Linked DNA regions of Mus musculus: regions 2, 3, 4 and 5 are each linked to region 1. The links are chromatin contacts, called in public ChIA-PET and HiChIP or PLAC-seq maps. All regions are on one chromosome and are shown on one strand. Each heading gives the region's core, a stretch centred on a gene start, on an enhancer-like site or on the middle of the called end of the contact. The rest is flanking DNA. Distances are from core to core; before and after follow the strand shown.

Region 1 (2,770 bases), core at 161-2,660:
AGTCTGAGGTTACATATATGCTGCTGCACTTGGTTTTGGATTCTGAAATCTTTGTTTTTAAAAGACAAAAGGGAAGGTCACAACATTTGCCAAGATGTCCAAAAATCACTTCTGGATCTTCAGAGTCTTTCATTTATGTGTTTTTCAAAACTTATTAACCAGCCACCATCTGTGTTCTGAACAGTAAAGCCTGTCTCCTATGGCATATGTTGCAGGTGAATGGTAAGTAACCCCTCCAGTTATACAATCCACAACTTTGTGACTATGAGTGCTCATGGCTATCATGAATAGATAGCAACAAGTTTTGCTTGGCTTTTCACTCCTCTCAGGCTGGGGAGTTTGTGGCTCTGAGTTACTGTTTTATTTATGTTTAACAGTCTTAAAATCCAGTATATTGTGATTATTTTGGTACCCTCATTACCCTCTGATATTCCCCCTTCCTTTCTAGGACTCCTTCTTCCCACCTATTAGTCCTAGTGGGTATACTAATAGAAAAAGCTAATCCCCAACTCCAGCAAACATTCACAGTTACTGCTCCTTTAGAAAGAATGGAGCTTCATGGGCACCTCCTGTTTCTATGATAGATAGCTGGAGGGCCCAATCTTGTGCAGGTATATAGTGCTATGTATTCAGGCTACAACTACAGCTTTGTAAGTAGATGACAGCTGCTCAATCCTTGGTTTCTTATATTCTTTCTGCCTTCATTTCTGCATTGTACCTTAAGTCGTAGTTGGTGTGTGTGATACGAATGTCTAGTTCTAAGGGCTTATCATTCACTCTCAGAACTTTGACCAGATAAACTCTCTTGGTGGGTAGGCTGGAGCGGTAGAAATGTCTGGAGACATTCTTTTAAGTTTTCCTATAGTTTCCTTGATTGCTCTTCATAAAGTAGTACTTCTCATAAGGAAATGACATTGGTTAATTAATAGACTCTATCCCTATTTTGGAAGGGGGGGGGGGTTCGAGACAGGGTTTCTCTGTGTAGCCCTGGCTGTCCTGGAACTCATTCTGTAGACCAGGCTAGCCTCGAACTCAGAAATTCGCCTGCCTCTGCCTCCCAAGTGCTGGGATAAAGGCATGCGCCATCACTGCCCGGCGACTCTATCCCTTCTTATAAACACAGGATTTCACTATGTAGTACAGACCTTGTTAACCTTTTGTCTAAGTCTTCCATGGTTGTCCATAAAATTGGTGTGTCCCAACTCCTGGAGGCATACTCATACATAACACTCTAACAATCATTATTCATCTAGCTGTTAGCTAGCATTTTGACTATAGTAGACTCAGATTCACGGTCTCAGCTTCCTTACCCGCCCAGTTCAGGTCGATACCTGAAACCTTCTAGAATAGGCCTTCGCGTTCCACTCAGCCTGAACTACATCTCCCGGCAGCCTTTGCGCGCCCACCTCTGTCGTGGCGCGTGGCCTGCCGGGAGCGGGCTGGGTGCTGGCCCGGCCCAATGGGTGCGGGCTCCCGAGGAAAGGGCGGAGGAGAAGAGGAAGCAAGCGGGCTGTGGGTCGAGTCCCCATTCATTGCAGTGGCCTGCTGGGTTGGGGGTCCAGTGTTTCGGGGGTCATGGAGGCGCTGATCCCGGTCATCAATAAGCTGCAGGACGTCTTCAACACAGTGGGTGCGGACATCATCCAGCTGCCTCAGATCGTCGTAGTGGGAACGCAGGTAAGATGAGGCCGCGATTGCGAGGCCTGGCTCGGCCGCAGGCCTGCAGGTGTCGCCAGGAGGAGGCCGGCAGCTCGGCGCTCCGCTCTGCTCCCGGGCGCTCAGCGGGACTGAGTGGCCCTGCAGCCTACAGCCCGGCGCGGCTTGGCCCAAGGGCACTCGGGGGACGCGCGGGCGGGCGTGTGGGCGGCTGTCGCTTCCTTCCGGCCGCTGAGGACGCGACGGACTCAGGAGTTGCTGTGAGCAGACAGGCAGCAAGCTAGTGGTGAGTCGGTGGCCCACGGAGCTATTACAAAGTAAAAATAAGATTAAAAGAAAATCCCGGGTGTAGTTGGAGGCCTAAAGTTAGGAAGGAGCACCATGACTTTGGTGTTTGTAATTTTGTTACTGTGACCCAAATTTGGTATAAGGTTCTCAGGCCTTATGTGGGGTATTGGCGATAAGTCCAAATTTTGTATGAAAGAATGTTGAATAGATATCTAGAATAGCAGAGATATGTGAGTTTCATTTTTTAAAAAAATGCCTGCTTTGAACTGAAGAGGAGCAACAGAACTTTAGGGGAGGAGGGCGTTTTTTGTTGGTTTTGTTTGTTTTAATGTTTGTGAGTACGCCGTCGCTGTCTTCAGACACACCAAAAGAGGGCATCAGATCCCATTATGGATGGTTGTGAGCCACCATGCCACCATGTGGTTGCTGGGAATTGACTTCTGGAAGACCATTCAGTGCCTCTATCCTCCTGGGGAGAATTGTTTTGTTTTGTTTTTGTTTTTGTTTTTTTTTGGGGGGGGGGCGTCGAGACAGGGTTTCTCTGTATAGCCCTGGCTGTCCTGGAACTCACTTTGGCCAGGCTGGCCTCGAACTCAGAAATCCGCCTGCCTCAACCTCCCGAGTGCAGGGATTAAAGGCGTGTGCCACTACACCTGGCGAGAATTGTTTTTGAGATGAGCCCTACTCTGTACTTCAAGCTGGCTAAGAATTTACCTTGTTACCTGAATTGGCTGAAACTCATAGCACTCCCCCTGCTTCAGCTCCCTTGACTGAAAAACTACCATGCCCAGAATTTTTTTTTTTTTTAATTTTTATGATGTGAGTG
Region 2 (2,770 bases), core at 76-2,575, 760 kb after region 1:
AGAAAGGAATATTAACAATGATGCACTTGGAATGGACTTGTATTAGATAATCTTTGTTGTGAACTTGACACAAATGGAAAGAGGAAATCTCAATTTAAGACTTGCCTTAGTCAGAATAACCTGTGGGCATGTCTGAAAAGAAAAACCTGGGGGAACTTTCTTAGTCACTAATTGTTGTAGGAGAATCCAGTTGGGTATGGGTATACCATCTTTAGGTACATGGGCTTACTCCTCCAAATAAGGTAGGTGAACGTAAGATAGAAATGTAAAGGTCCATGATTCACCGAAGAATGACACCTGGGACTCAAATAGTATGTATACTCAGAGAGTGCTTTATTTTGCAGAAGTCCAGCGTGTTGGAGTCTCCCATTGCCAAAACAGAGAGACAACTAAGTGAGTGTGCATGCTTGCTTTAAAGCACATTGGAATTCTGGGGAAGATGAGTTTTATCTTACTCTATCTCTAGGCATCCTAGAACCATTATCGGGCATGAAGGCTGGAGCCTGGGTTTTTTTCTATTAGTAATTGACTTGCCTGGGCTTGCCTGGACTTTCCCAGTTCTTAGGCCCAGTCTCCTTAACTGTCAATTTGAAGTCTGTCATGGAGTCAGCCTAGCCTTCTCAGAAGCAAGGTGGTAAGCTGCTTTTCTCCATCCCTTTTTGCTTCACGGTTTTGCTTGAGTTTCTTCTGTGGCTTTCTTTACTGATGGACTTTTGGTTCTGGTGTCATCAGAGCAAAACTACAGCCTAAACGTAGCCTGCACTAACACAGCCCAACCTTTTGGAATAGTTTTTTTTTTTTTTCCCCAACACAATTGTGAATTCCCATGTTTTACCTTGATTATTAATAACAGGTTTGGTGTGATGTAACTTTGTTTTTCGAGACAGGGTTTCTCTTTATAGCTCTGGCTGTCCTGGAACTCACTTTGTAGACCAGGCTGGCCTCGAACTCAGAAATCCGCCTGCCTCTGCCTCCCGAGTGCTGGGATTAAAGGCGTGCGCCACCACGCCCGGCTCGTGATGTAACTGTTAGCGTTTGTTTAGACATTATTTCAATATTTAATAAGAGGAGTCATAGGGAAAATTTCCCTTGGACACACTGACACTATTGGAGATCTCAGATCTTTTAAAGACTTTTTAAGCTCATGCTGCCTTAGTCTCCCAACCCAGTTTTATGTGTGTGTTTTGATTAGGACAACCGATGAACCAACAGTTCCAGAGACCATCAGGGGCAAAGCTTGCCAGGAACAGGAACCTGATACAGTCCCCACTATCCCCACTATCGGTCCCTCTATGACGGAGAGCAACGCGCTGCCGGAAGTGACGTTGACGCCCTGCGTGCGGTGGTGCGTCTGGTAGCAGGAGAAGATGGCGGTCTCCACAGGTCGGTTCCTAGCCGGGTCTGCCGCGCTCCCGCTGCTTTCTGTCCGGCGGGCCGCGCGGGACTGCGGGTGCGCAGTGCGGAGGGCCCCGCGAGGGGCAGGGGGTGGGGCGGGCGGTAGGGAGGTCGGGACGCGCGTGTCAGAGCTCGCGGTGACGGGGAGCCTGCGCGCCCACCGCCCGCGGCGGCCCTGCGGGAGGACCGGCAGATCTGGGCGCCGCAGCGGAGCCGAGGGTGGAGTGCGCTGGAGCGGCCCGCGGTGGCGGTGGCATTGCCCATCAACGGGGCTACGGCGGAGAGGCATCCTGGATGGAGCCGGGGATCTAGGCTGGGAGTCCACCAGACAGACACGTGCGGGAGGATAGGACTAACCGGAGGGTGGCTGCTGTCTGGAATAAGAGGGCGACGATTTTACTTAGGTGGCCGAATGCGTGTTCTTCTTCTTCTTCTTCTTCTTTTTTTTTTTCAATTAAGTGAAAAACTACAGTACACTGAGCCAGACGAAAGCTAATTGCAGGACAGTTGGTACCTTAGATAGGTGTTCTACTCTTGTCTACAATGTTCGGTTGCCTTTGAGCAGAAACTTGAAATTTAAATGCCAACAGGGTTTAGAAATTTGGTGACAAAAAAAATTAAAACAGTTTAAAAGTGTTGAGTTTTAGCATTTAAAAATGATGATTCATAAGATTTATTTTTTTTTCTAGTTCTTATTGAATCTAGGTTGTAGAAATGGAAGAGGTTGAGTGCATGTTGTGATTGTTAACATTTCAAGGTAATGCCTTCATATACATTTTTCATATTGTTTAAATCTTACCTTTATGTGTATGAGTGCCATAGACAATAAAATCTTTAGCAGTTCTACCTCTGGAAAATACATCAGTGGTCAGATCAGAGCTGTCCAAGACCAAAGCTCATTTTAAAAGTGATCTTTTAATGTTATAACCCTTAATCTCTTTACTTCTTATTTGAAATATATGTGCTTATTAGTGCCATGTTTTTTAAAGAGTTGTGCTCACTACCTTAAAATTAAACTAATAAAATGGTGTATTGTAATATGAAAAATGTCAATTTGTGATTGCATTTGTTCTTTTTAAAAATATTTATTATATATATATGAGTACACTGTAGCTGTCTTCAGACACACTAGAAGAGGGCATTGGGTTCCATTACAGATGGCTGTGAGCCACCTTGTGATTGCTGGGGATTGAACTCAGGACCTCTGGGAGAGCAACCAGTGTTCTTAGCAGCTGAGCCATCTCTCCAGTCAGCATTTGTTTTTTGGAACATATTTAACACTACTCATATGAAAGAATGTTAAGTATTTTGAAAAGAGCAGTAATTAGATAAAATGAGTGGTCCATACTTTTTATCAAACTTTGGTTTTTGGCAA
Region 3 (2,770 bases), core at 90-2,589, 710 kb before region 1:
GTCTAATCCCTAAGAAGACATGCTAACCACATAGTCCCTTGGCTAGGAACACATAGACCTAGGGATCCTGGTAGCAAAACTCTTCAAATACAGCACCCCTGACTTTTTTAAGAGCCCACAGTATGGCTGGAGAGATGGGCTGACATCCTTTAGCACCTGCTGCTCTTGTGGAGGATCCATAACTTCGGCTCTAGGGGATCCGATGCCCTCTTCTGGCTTCTCTAGATACCAGGCACACACACGGTGAATATACATGTGTGTGTGTGTTTATTTATTTGTACCCCACCATACACATGCACACAGACACCCACTGGACCAGCCCCTAGGGGAGAGGGAGACGGGTACTCAGCAAACATTTGTTAACACATCTACCAGAACACAGCAGAGGTAAAGGGCCCTGGGTGATGGGTGAGGGTGGCTTACTCAGAGGGGCCTGGAGAAGTTCCCCAGAGGAGGTGAGCCTGGTCTTGGAACTTCAGCGGAGCGAGGAGGAGTATGGTCAATTCTTTGACAAGATACATTAGTTAAGGTGAATACATTGTGGATACTTATAAGGCAACTGAATTAGAAAGACCTTGGGCTGAAAAATGATGTTTTCAACGTCTATTATCTATCCAAAACAGAATTCTGCCGGCTTTCTATCCTGGAGCTCAGTACACGATCGAAGATGACCATTTGTGCAGTTATTGAGTAGAGAATATCTTATTTAGTTGCTACTGTTAGCAATTTACATTGATAAAGCCTAGAGCCACAAGTGGTAAACAATGAGGACAATTCCCTTTAGTTATTATTGTACAGGCAACTTGAAAATGCCACCCCATAATATTCTTTTATTGGAGGTATCTTCTGTATTTATTTCTTTCCCCATTTTTTAAGGTAGGGGAAAAAACAATGGGGGGGGGGGGGCGAAGAAAAAAGAAAGAAAGAAAGACCGGGATTTTGCGTTGTCTTCTAATGACCCAAATACCAACAGTTCGGAACATCAGAACAAAAAGTCAACGCATCCTCCGCACTCCCGCCCGGCCCGCCCGCGCCCAACAGGTGCTTCCCCGCCTCCCGGAGCCGGAGATCCTCAGGTCTCCGCAGAGAACCCCTGAGGCCCGCCCGTACTCACGGCCGCTCCGCGGTCCGCTGCGCCCATCCGGCCCAGGCTCGGTCGGCGCGAGCTCGGTTTTCAGGCGGTCCCGGTGTGACCCGGGACGCGCTCCGGCCGTTGGCGCCCACTCCGGGCGCGAGGCATCCTCCTGCCGCCGCCTCGCGGGCCGCCTGCCCTTTGTTTTGGACCCGTAGCCCAGCCCAGCCGCCATAAACGGCCTCGGAACGTGGCGATGCCCAATCAGTGTCCGAGCCCCGCCCTCGCGTTCCCGCCGCTCCGCCCCTCCACGCTCCCCGCCCCTCGCCCTGCCCCACGCGTCCACCCGCGCCCCGCTGCGCTCGGGGGACTGGGCTGGAACGTGTCCGGGTGGAGCTCGCCAGGAGTCCGGTGGGCTGGCCTGACGAGGAACCCAGGCGAACCGGCAGGTCGCGGGGCCGGTGGGGAGGTAGGGTCCTGGAAGGCCAAAGGACCGAGATTTTCCACAGGTTTGCGCCTCAGGCTGCAGGCAGGAGGACCTCTGCAGCTGGGTCCCTAGAGCGCAAGCTTCTTCCCTCTCTCCATACTGACCACCCTTTCTCCACTCTCCAAGTCGCCATCCAAGAGCCTCCAGGTCTGCGTGGACTTGAATTATGGAACCCCAGATTAGATTTCCTACCCACAAAACACAGGCAGTATCACCCAGTCTCCATGCCCACATCTGCGCTTCTTCTGTTATTTTTTTCTTAGTCTCTTTAGATCGATTTTTCAAAGCACACTGCTGAGGGTGAATGTACACATTGCAGGACGTATTTGCGCCCTCTAGAGTGTGCTTGTTAGGATTTATTGTATTGAGGATACCCCTAATTGATTAGATTGTGGGCCCTTTGAGTTGCCATTTACTTAGTGAGTCTCCCAAGTGACTGATTACTCTATTTTTGTATTCGTCCTAGCTAGGGAGTCTCATGTTTTTTTGGCTTTTAGAATATGATCTCTGTAATTCTGTAATTCAAGCTGGCCTCAACTATGTAGCTCAAACATGATCTTGAACTTTATATTTTAAGCTTATTGTGTGAATAAGCACATGCCTGTGCACCAGAGGTTAGCTCTGCTTCTCACCTACCATATTGATCCTGGATTTGAACTCAGGTCAGCAGGCTTGATAGCGGCACCCTCACTCACTGAACCATCTGGCTGACTCTTCTATTTTTAAAGAATTTAAGCGGGAGAGATGGCTCAGCAGTTAATAGCACTGACTGCTCTTCCAGAGGTCCTGATTTCAACTCCCAGCAACCACATGGATTGCTCACAACCATCTGTAACGGGATCTGATGCCCTCTTCTGGTGTGTCTGAAGACAGCGACAGTGTATTCACATACATGAAATAAATAAATCTTTTAAAAAATGTGTTTTTTTTAATAGCTTAGAAAATAGTAGGTTTATATACGGCATTTTCCTATTTCCTTAGCATTGGTTAGGCCTCCTCCAGCCTTCCTTTCCTACCCATCCCACTTCTAACACCTACCTGTTCATATCATGGATACTCCAGTGCCCTTTTCCAGCGTCCTGACTTCTGGAAGCACTCCAGGAAAAACACACAAATCCAAACATTTCAAGCAGCTAGAATCTGCTTTGAGAGAGAACATGTATCATTTGATCTTCAACATTTTTTCTGTCTGCTGGGAGCAGTGGTGCATG
Region 4 (2,770 bases), core at 131-2,630, 570 kb before region 1:
GGAGGCAGGCGGATTTCTGAATTTGAGGCCAGCCTGGTCTACAGAGTGAGTTCCAGGACAGCCAGGGCTACACAGAGAAACCCTGTCTCAACACCCCCCCCCCCCAAAAAAAAAGTAAGACTCATACTAAATGTGGATGGAAACTTAGAAGGGAGATAAAAGAAGGAAGCTTGCTTTTTGCCTGTCTGCCTTCATTCTTGCTGGCAAACTCATCTGTTCTGTTGCTGCAACTGCTGAACTCACTGATATCAGAACAAGCTTTTTAAGACTTCTAATGCAGACTGAAGACTGGTAGCTGTCAGCCTACCAACCCTCGGATGACAAACTACCAGATTCTTGACCATTTTTGGCGTGACATAGCCATTGTTGAACTACCTAGATTGCATGTTATACATTAGTCTAGTAAGTCTCTTTTTAATATATATCCAACCATTGCTTCTATTCTCCCAGAGAATTGTAATATAGCTGGGTAGCTGAAGGGCCCCAAGAATTCCTCCTGTCTGAGTCCCCATACACCATCAAGTCTGGCTTTTTAAAAACATAGCTTCTAGGGTCTGAACTCAATCCCTAGGCAAGGCAAACACTTTACCAAGGGAGCTATCTCCCTAGCCTCTTGTTTTGATTTTTTTGAGACAAGGTCTCCCAATATAGCCCAGGCTAAGCAGCTCTCTTTTTTGGCCTCCCAAGTGCTGGGGCCCATCTGAAGTCCTCTTTGACCTATCTTTGATTAGCTTAGAGCCCATCCAGGTCCCAGACAAGTTAATAAGGCTGAGATGTAGGACTCCAGTGTGGAGATCTGTGGTCAAATCAGATAACAGCTTGCTAATCAGGATTTCTGCCTCTTTTTCTGGCTCTGCTACATTCTAGACCCAGCCTGGGAGACCTGGTTTTCAGGTTCCCTTCCTCAGGAGGAAACTCTTGTTTGATGGACATAACGCCTCTCCCCTCCTCTCCCCAGCACACCATGGCCCCCACTCTTTCTATTAGCTTTAGCTTGTTTCCCTCCTGGTAGAGTCTAACACATACCCTGCTCTATCCTGGTAGCTCAGTCCTTTGGATGAATTGCCTCCACTACACCCATCTACCCGTCACACCTCACTTGTCCTTCTTGCCTCCCCCACTCCCATCTGGTGGCTCTGAGTGAGTGTGTCAAGCTACATGCAGTTGGAGGACAGGGGGAATGCAAACCACCATCTGGAGATTCAGATACACGAGTCGACTCATCAGGAACAGCAAGGCAGCATATACTTAAGGAGGTTCTGCCAGGGGCTCTGGAGGAGTTGTGTGGGTGTGGGGAGGGGAAGACAGATGGATGCGTGGGCAGCAGGGGCAGGGCCTGATCAGAAACCCCCAGATTTGCATGCTGGCACTATCTTCTTCTGGGCTTGTTGCCTAGTGGGCAGCTGTGTCCCCTGGGGGCAGGGAGTGCTGGGGACAGGGTAGGCATCAGCCCACTAGTCAGCGAAAAGATATTTGTAGGGGAGAGGAATGGTTTATAGGTTGTAGGGAGATGTGAGAGGGTGGGTTGTAGGAGGGTATGCATTGTGTACATGAGTGAAATTGTGAAAGGACAAATTAAAAAAAAAAAAAAACAGACTCTATTTGCCTCTTGCCTGGTTCTGCCACTCTGCAGCCCCGGAAACCCTGTCCCCACTGCCCCAGACCCAACAGCAGCAGGTTATGTTGCATCCCATAAAATATAGTCTAACAGCAATGGGATGGCCAGTCTGGGGGTGCTGGGGAAGGGCTAAGAGGAACACAGCAGACAAGGCTGGGGAACAGGAGAGGGGTCCCATAAGGCAGAGTAGACAGGGCCTGGGCTGAGCCTGTGCTTGGGAGGAAGGAGTGCAGCCGGGCTAGGATGGTAAGCCCTAGCAAGCCGAAGGCACACAGGCCTCTCCTAGTTCTCAGGATCAGTTAAGGATACTTAAAAAGCAGAAATGATGTTTATCAGAAGACTTCTTGACTTGACAGTTCACACAGTAACAGGGTTTCTTCTGGCATCTCACACATCCTTAGTTTTGGATGGCCCATCCTATCCTCACTAGCATTCTGAGGCTGTGCTTCATGCAGGCAGCTTCAATGCTCTCTGAGGCTCCCAAGGAAGCTCAGGAAGAGGCTGTTACCTGTTACTTCTCCCCCTGAACCCCTCCCCCTGTTTCATGAAGGAATCACAAACCAAATGATAGAAACTAGAGACTCTGAAAATTGCCCCTTCCTCGGGTTGAAGAATTGCCCATGTAGACTTTGCAGGCAATGTATCTTCCACTCTTGGTGAAGATTTGGTAGGTGGCTTTTTGTGGGACGCCCTGTTATCCCTTGGGAGTTGTGTGCCATGTCAGGATGATGTCTGCTACGTGGCTGGACTGAGACCCTCTCCTGCTGATTCTCAGTCATCTTGACTTGAAATGATGTATTAATCCTTAAGGGTACTGAGGCAGCTTTCAGTTGTCCTGAAGAGTGGTTTCTTGTGTACTGGGGGCTCCAGTCCACTTGACTCTGCATGTGCTTATTGCACTGAGACCTTTGGGAGCAAATTCCACTCTAACAGCTACTGGCTGTCTCCAAGGTGGGTGAGGGCACAGAAGTTGAGTCAGAAGTCACTGTGGAGGATGGAGGGCTGCAGGTCTAGAGTCCAATTCGGAGTTCAGTGGATCCAAGCTGATCTCTCTTAAAGGCCACTTGCTGTAATTGTTCTGAGGCAGGTCCCTCACCTGTTAAGGCAAGTCCTGAAGGACCAGTCTCCTTAGCCATAGGGCTCTATAGTTGC
Region 5 (2,770 bases), core at 124-2,623, 550 kb before region 1:
CCGTTGGGAGTTAAGGACTGGCTACAGCAGGGAAGGAGAGTTAGTGGCCTGTGGAAGGTTACATGTAGAATCCTTGCAATAAGGAAGCTGGCTTGTGTCTGACCATATTCAGATCTTGTGTGTGACATACTGTTATAGTTTTCTATGATGTTCCTAGGAGGAAAACGGGGTCGTGTATATATAGTCGGGATATCTCTGTTATTTCTCATAATTCACTGCATGCATACTTATTATTTCAAAATAATGTACATGTACATGTAAAAGGTAGAAAAAACTAGAACATCAATAACAAAAGTCCCACCCCAATTTCCCAACCCCCAACCAGAGGGTTCAAGTATCAAAGGCCACAGCAGAGGAACAAGGAGAACTGGGAGAAGTGTGCTTAGTCAGAAGTATGGCCATGGAAGAAACGGGAGGAGTGGAAGAGGCTGGAGGGAGGCATGGGAGGAAAGCAATGAGCAGGGAGAAGGGTAAGTCTAACAAGCCTGCTTGGGGGCAGGCCATCTAGTCTGCTGCAGCCATCATGCTGGGGACTATTAGCAGCAGCTGTGGGAGTGGAGGCTGAGGAGCTGGAGAACTGACTTTGTTAGGCCCAGCCTAGGGACCACAGCTCTAAATGGGACCCTGAAGAACTCAAGTTTCCTGTGTCTAAGCCCATCCCTAACCACATTACTTCTCATGTCTTTCATTTCCTCCTCTGTACACAGGTAGACTCCATGACTACCTGGAGAGCTGTTGTGGTCTCCTTGCTCCTGGAGACTGCTGGTATGGAGGGAACGTTGAGCAAGGCTGGGCCTCTAGGCCTGGGCTGTCTCTTTTTAGCCTTTGGTTACACTGCTATTTCCAGCAATAGGTTTAGACTTGAATTTTGCTCAAGAGGAAGAATGGGCAATTAAAAATGAAGATGGCAAGCCCTACGGTAATGCTCAGCCTCAGGCTCTTGGAGTCCTACCCTGATTTTCTGGCCAAGGGCTATAGTCTTGAGCCTTAGGAACTGCCCGGGAGGTCTATCTTCACAACAATCACAGGGAAGTGCTGGTAGGTGGGCATGGAGGTGCCTTAGTCACATTTCTGCCTGGGGCAATAAGCCTCAAAGAATGTGCTGAGACAGCTGGCAAGAACAGCGTGCCAACAACAGACTTGCAACAGTGCGCAAGGCTACAAGCCTAGGCTTGCATGGCAGCTCTGGGACAGGCAGGGAAGGCGGGGAAGGCACATCCCTTCTCCAGACGCCTGGGTTTAAGGCCTGGTTTGCCGGCTGCAATTCTCCTTCCCACCAGCAGGTGATACTGTCTCCTAGCTGGAGGGGTAAGGATGGGCCTTGGCGGCAGCTGCTGCCAGACTGGATTGTCTGCTGGCTTTATAGAGAACAATGGCCGCCTGTCTTTATGGATAGTTGTCTCCTAGGCAGGGGGCAAGGCCATGCTGGCTTGAAGGCTGGCAGGGAGCTGCGGAAGGGGCCAGAAATGGGGGGTGAGGAGAGTGGCTGGTAGGCGCAAGTGCTAAGGCTGAAGTAGGTTTCTTTTTTCTCCTACAGTGTTCTTTGTCCTTCTACACATGGCCTAAAGCTGGGCAAAGAGAGGCTCCCTCTACTGCCTGGAAACTCGGCCCACATCCTGTGTGCATACCTGCAGCCACCACTTCCCTCCTAATACTTCTGGTACTGCAGCAAAATAGGAGGAAAGAGAGTCATGCAGAAAAAGAGCCTGGATTTTATAAACAAACGCTCTGTCAAGTGGTCTTGGGGCCTCTTGGCGTTTGCTCCCCGTTCTGTTCCTGGGTTCCTTTGGTTTGGTGTACCACTGTAGGGCTCAACTCACTGATGGCTGTAGCCAGTGGACACGAAATGTCCATCTTCGTCACCTCATGATTGGGATCACTGACATCTAATGATCCCAACTAAGGTAAGTCAAGGCAGGGGACCTAGACAACAGTTGCCCCCTCCCCGAGGTGGATGTGCCACTCTGCTAAGGGCCTCGTGTTAGCCAAGGGGGACAGTGAGTACAGGTGAGGTTGGCTGTGTGGCTGTGAACCAACACCTTGCACTTCTCGTGTGTAAGGCAGGACAGGCACCACTCATTTCTATGTGCTCTGAAGCACCATCAAGACAGCACAAAGGTGGGCCACCGTCTCACTGGCCGCCTTTGACCCACGTGCTGCTCAGTCCATTGCAGGTTTTCTATGCCACATCGTGCTCTTGCTGAACTCCAACACTGCTGTCCTGATGGCACGCTGGCACTGACCTTTAGTGTCAATCTGAGTTTGTCACTTGTTAAACAATCCCAGAGCCATATGAGTGGAACTTACAGGTCACGAGGGCTTTCTCTTCTTCCTCCTCTTCCTCCTCCTCCTCTTGTTCAGGCAACCTCTTAAATTCAGAAAGGTCTGTCTGCAGCAGCTGGGAAATTGCCTCGTGGGTCACAGCCACAGCAAACGATGGGGGAGCGTTCCTAGGAAGAAGATGTGAGAGGCGGGGCTGGAGCAGCTCCTGGCATCCTCCACCTTGAAGATGGAGATGATGGCTCATACCTTCCTCTTGGTGTCATCACAAGCAGGTGATCTCTGTCTTCAGGGACCCGGAATGGATATTTACACAACACCAGGGGCACGGCATTTGCTGGGATGTGTTGGAAAGGTATCCTTGAAGCTTGGATCCCTGATGCTCAAGCTGGTAACCCCTGGGAGCAGGGCATGTTAAGTGCTGAACTGTATCCCCCATTTTATATGCTGAGGTTACTGTCTCAGATGGGAGCTCTTGTAAGTTGGTTTA

The links. ChIA-PET counts read pairs in DNA pulled down with a chosen protein or histone mark. HiChIP or PLAC-seq counts read pairs in DNA pulled down with a chosen protein or histone mark.
Region 2: an RNA polymerase II ChIA-PET map of memory CD8 T cells shows a contact between it and region 1, with 8 read pairs. The contact joins the promoter of Ube2v2 here to the promoter of Dnm1l in region 1. A contact is called at or near these places in 1 of 484 Hi-C or Micro-C datasets (CD4 T cells) and 2 of 115 datasets of contacts at active chromatin or transcription factors (the 230-238 cell line and memory CD8 T cells).
Region 3: a contact with region 1 is called in an H3K27ac HiChIP or PLAC-seq map of embryonic stem cells, with 3 times the contacts expected there. The contact joins the promoter of Ypel1 here to the promoter of Dnm1l in region 1. A contact is called at or near these places in 1 of 39 promoter capture datasets (the 3T3-L1 cell line), 3 of 115 datasets of contacts at active chromatin or transcription factors (embryonic stem cells and large pre-B cells) and 2 of 9 other capture datasets (embryonic stem cells and macrophages).
Region 4: a contact with region 1 is called in an H3K4me3 HiChIP or PLAC-seq map of stem cell-derived neural progenitor cells, with 4 times the contacts expected there. The contact joins the enhancer-like site here to the promoter of Dnm1l in region 1. A contact is called at or near these places in 2 of 39 promoter capture datasets (cranial neural crest and embryonic stem cells) and 3 of 115 datasets of contacts at active chromatin or transcription factors (large pre-B cells, pro-B cells and stem cell-derived neural progenitor cells).
Region 5: a contact with region 1 is called in an H3K4me3 HiChIP or PLAC-seq map of forebrain, with 6 times the contacts expected there. The contact joins the enhancer-like site here to the promoter of Dnm1l in region 1. A contact is called at or near these places in 3 of 39 promoter capture datasets (the C10 cell line, cranial neural crest and stem cell-derived epiblast-like cells), 1 of 15 datasets of contacts at CTCF or cohesin (large pre-B cells), 6 of 115 datasets of contacts at active chromatin or transcription factors (bone marrow-derived dendritic cells, embryonic stem cells, forebrain and 3 more) and 1 of 9 other capture datasets (embryonic stem cells).

The regions. Positions count from the first base shown.
Region 1 is chr16:16,357,671-16,360,440 of GRCm38.p6, reverse strand. It overlaps Dnm1l (dynamin 1-like), which reads left to right and starts at 1,410. Exons shown (of 21, transcript NM_001360008.1): 1 at 1,410-1,677. The coding sequence starts at 1,576.
Region 2 is chr16:15,593,073-15,595,842 of GRCm38.p6, reverse strand. It overlaps Ube2v2 (ubiquitin-conjugating enzyme E2 variant 2), which reads left to right and starts at 1,325. Exons shown (of 4, transcript NM_023585.4): 1 at 1,325-1,383. The coding sequence starts at 1,368.
Region 3 is chr16:17,068,708-17,071,477 of GRCm38.p6, reverse strand. It overlaps Ypel1 (yippee like 1), which reads right to left and starts at 1,339. Exons shown (of 5, transcript NM_023249.6): 1 at 1,115-1,339.
Region 4 is chr16:16,929,536-16,932,305 of GRCm38.p6, reverse strand. It overlaps the pseudogene Gm46540. Among named protein-coding and RNA genes, the nearest start is that of Ppm1f, 34 kb to the right of the region's middle. Within about 2 kb of position 1,380, at least 35 of the 459 cell types and tissues checked have an H3K27ac peak or open chromatin away from gene starts, as enhancers often do. A contact at or near this core is called in stem cell-derived neural progenitor cells, where this site is marked.
Region 5 is chr16:16,910,619-16,913,388 of GRCm38.p6, reverse strand. Ppm1f (protein phosphatase 1F (PP2C domain containing)) reads right to left here. Exons shown (of 8, transcript NM_176833.4): 3 at 2,308-2,450. Among named protein-coding and RNA genes, the nearest start is that of Ppm1f, 16 kb to the right of the region's middle. Within about 2 kb of position 1,373, at least 162 of the 459 cell types and tissues checked have an H3K27ac peak or open chromatin away from gene starts, as enhancers often do. A contact at or near this core is called in embryonic stem cells, forebrain, pro-B cells and 2 more, where this site is marked.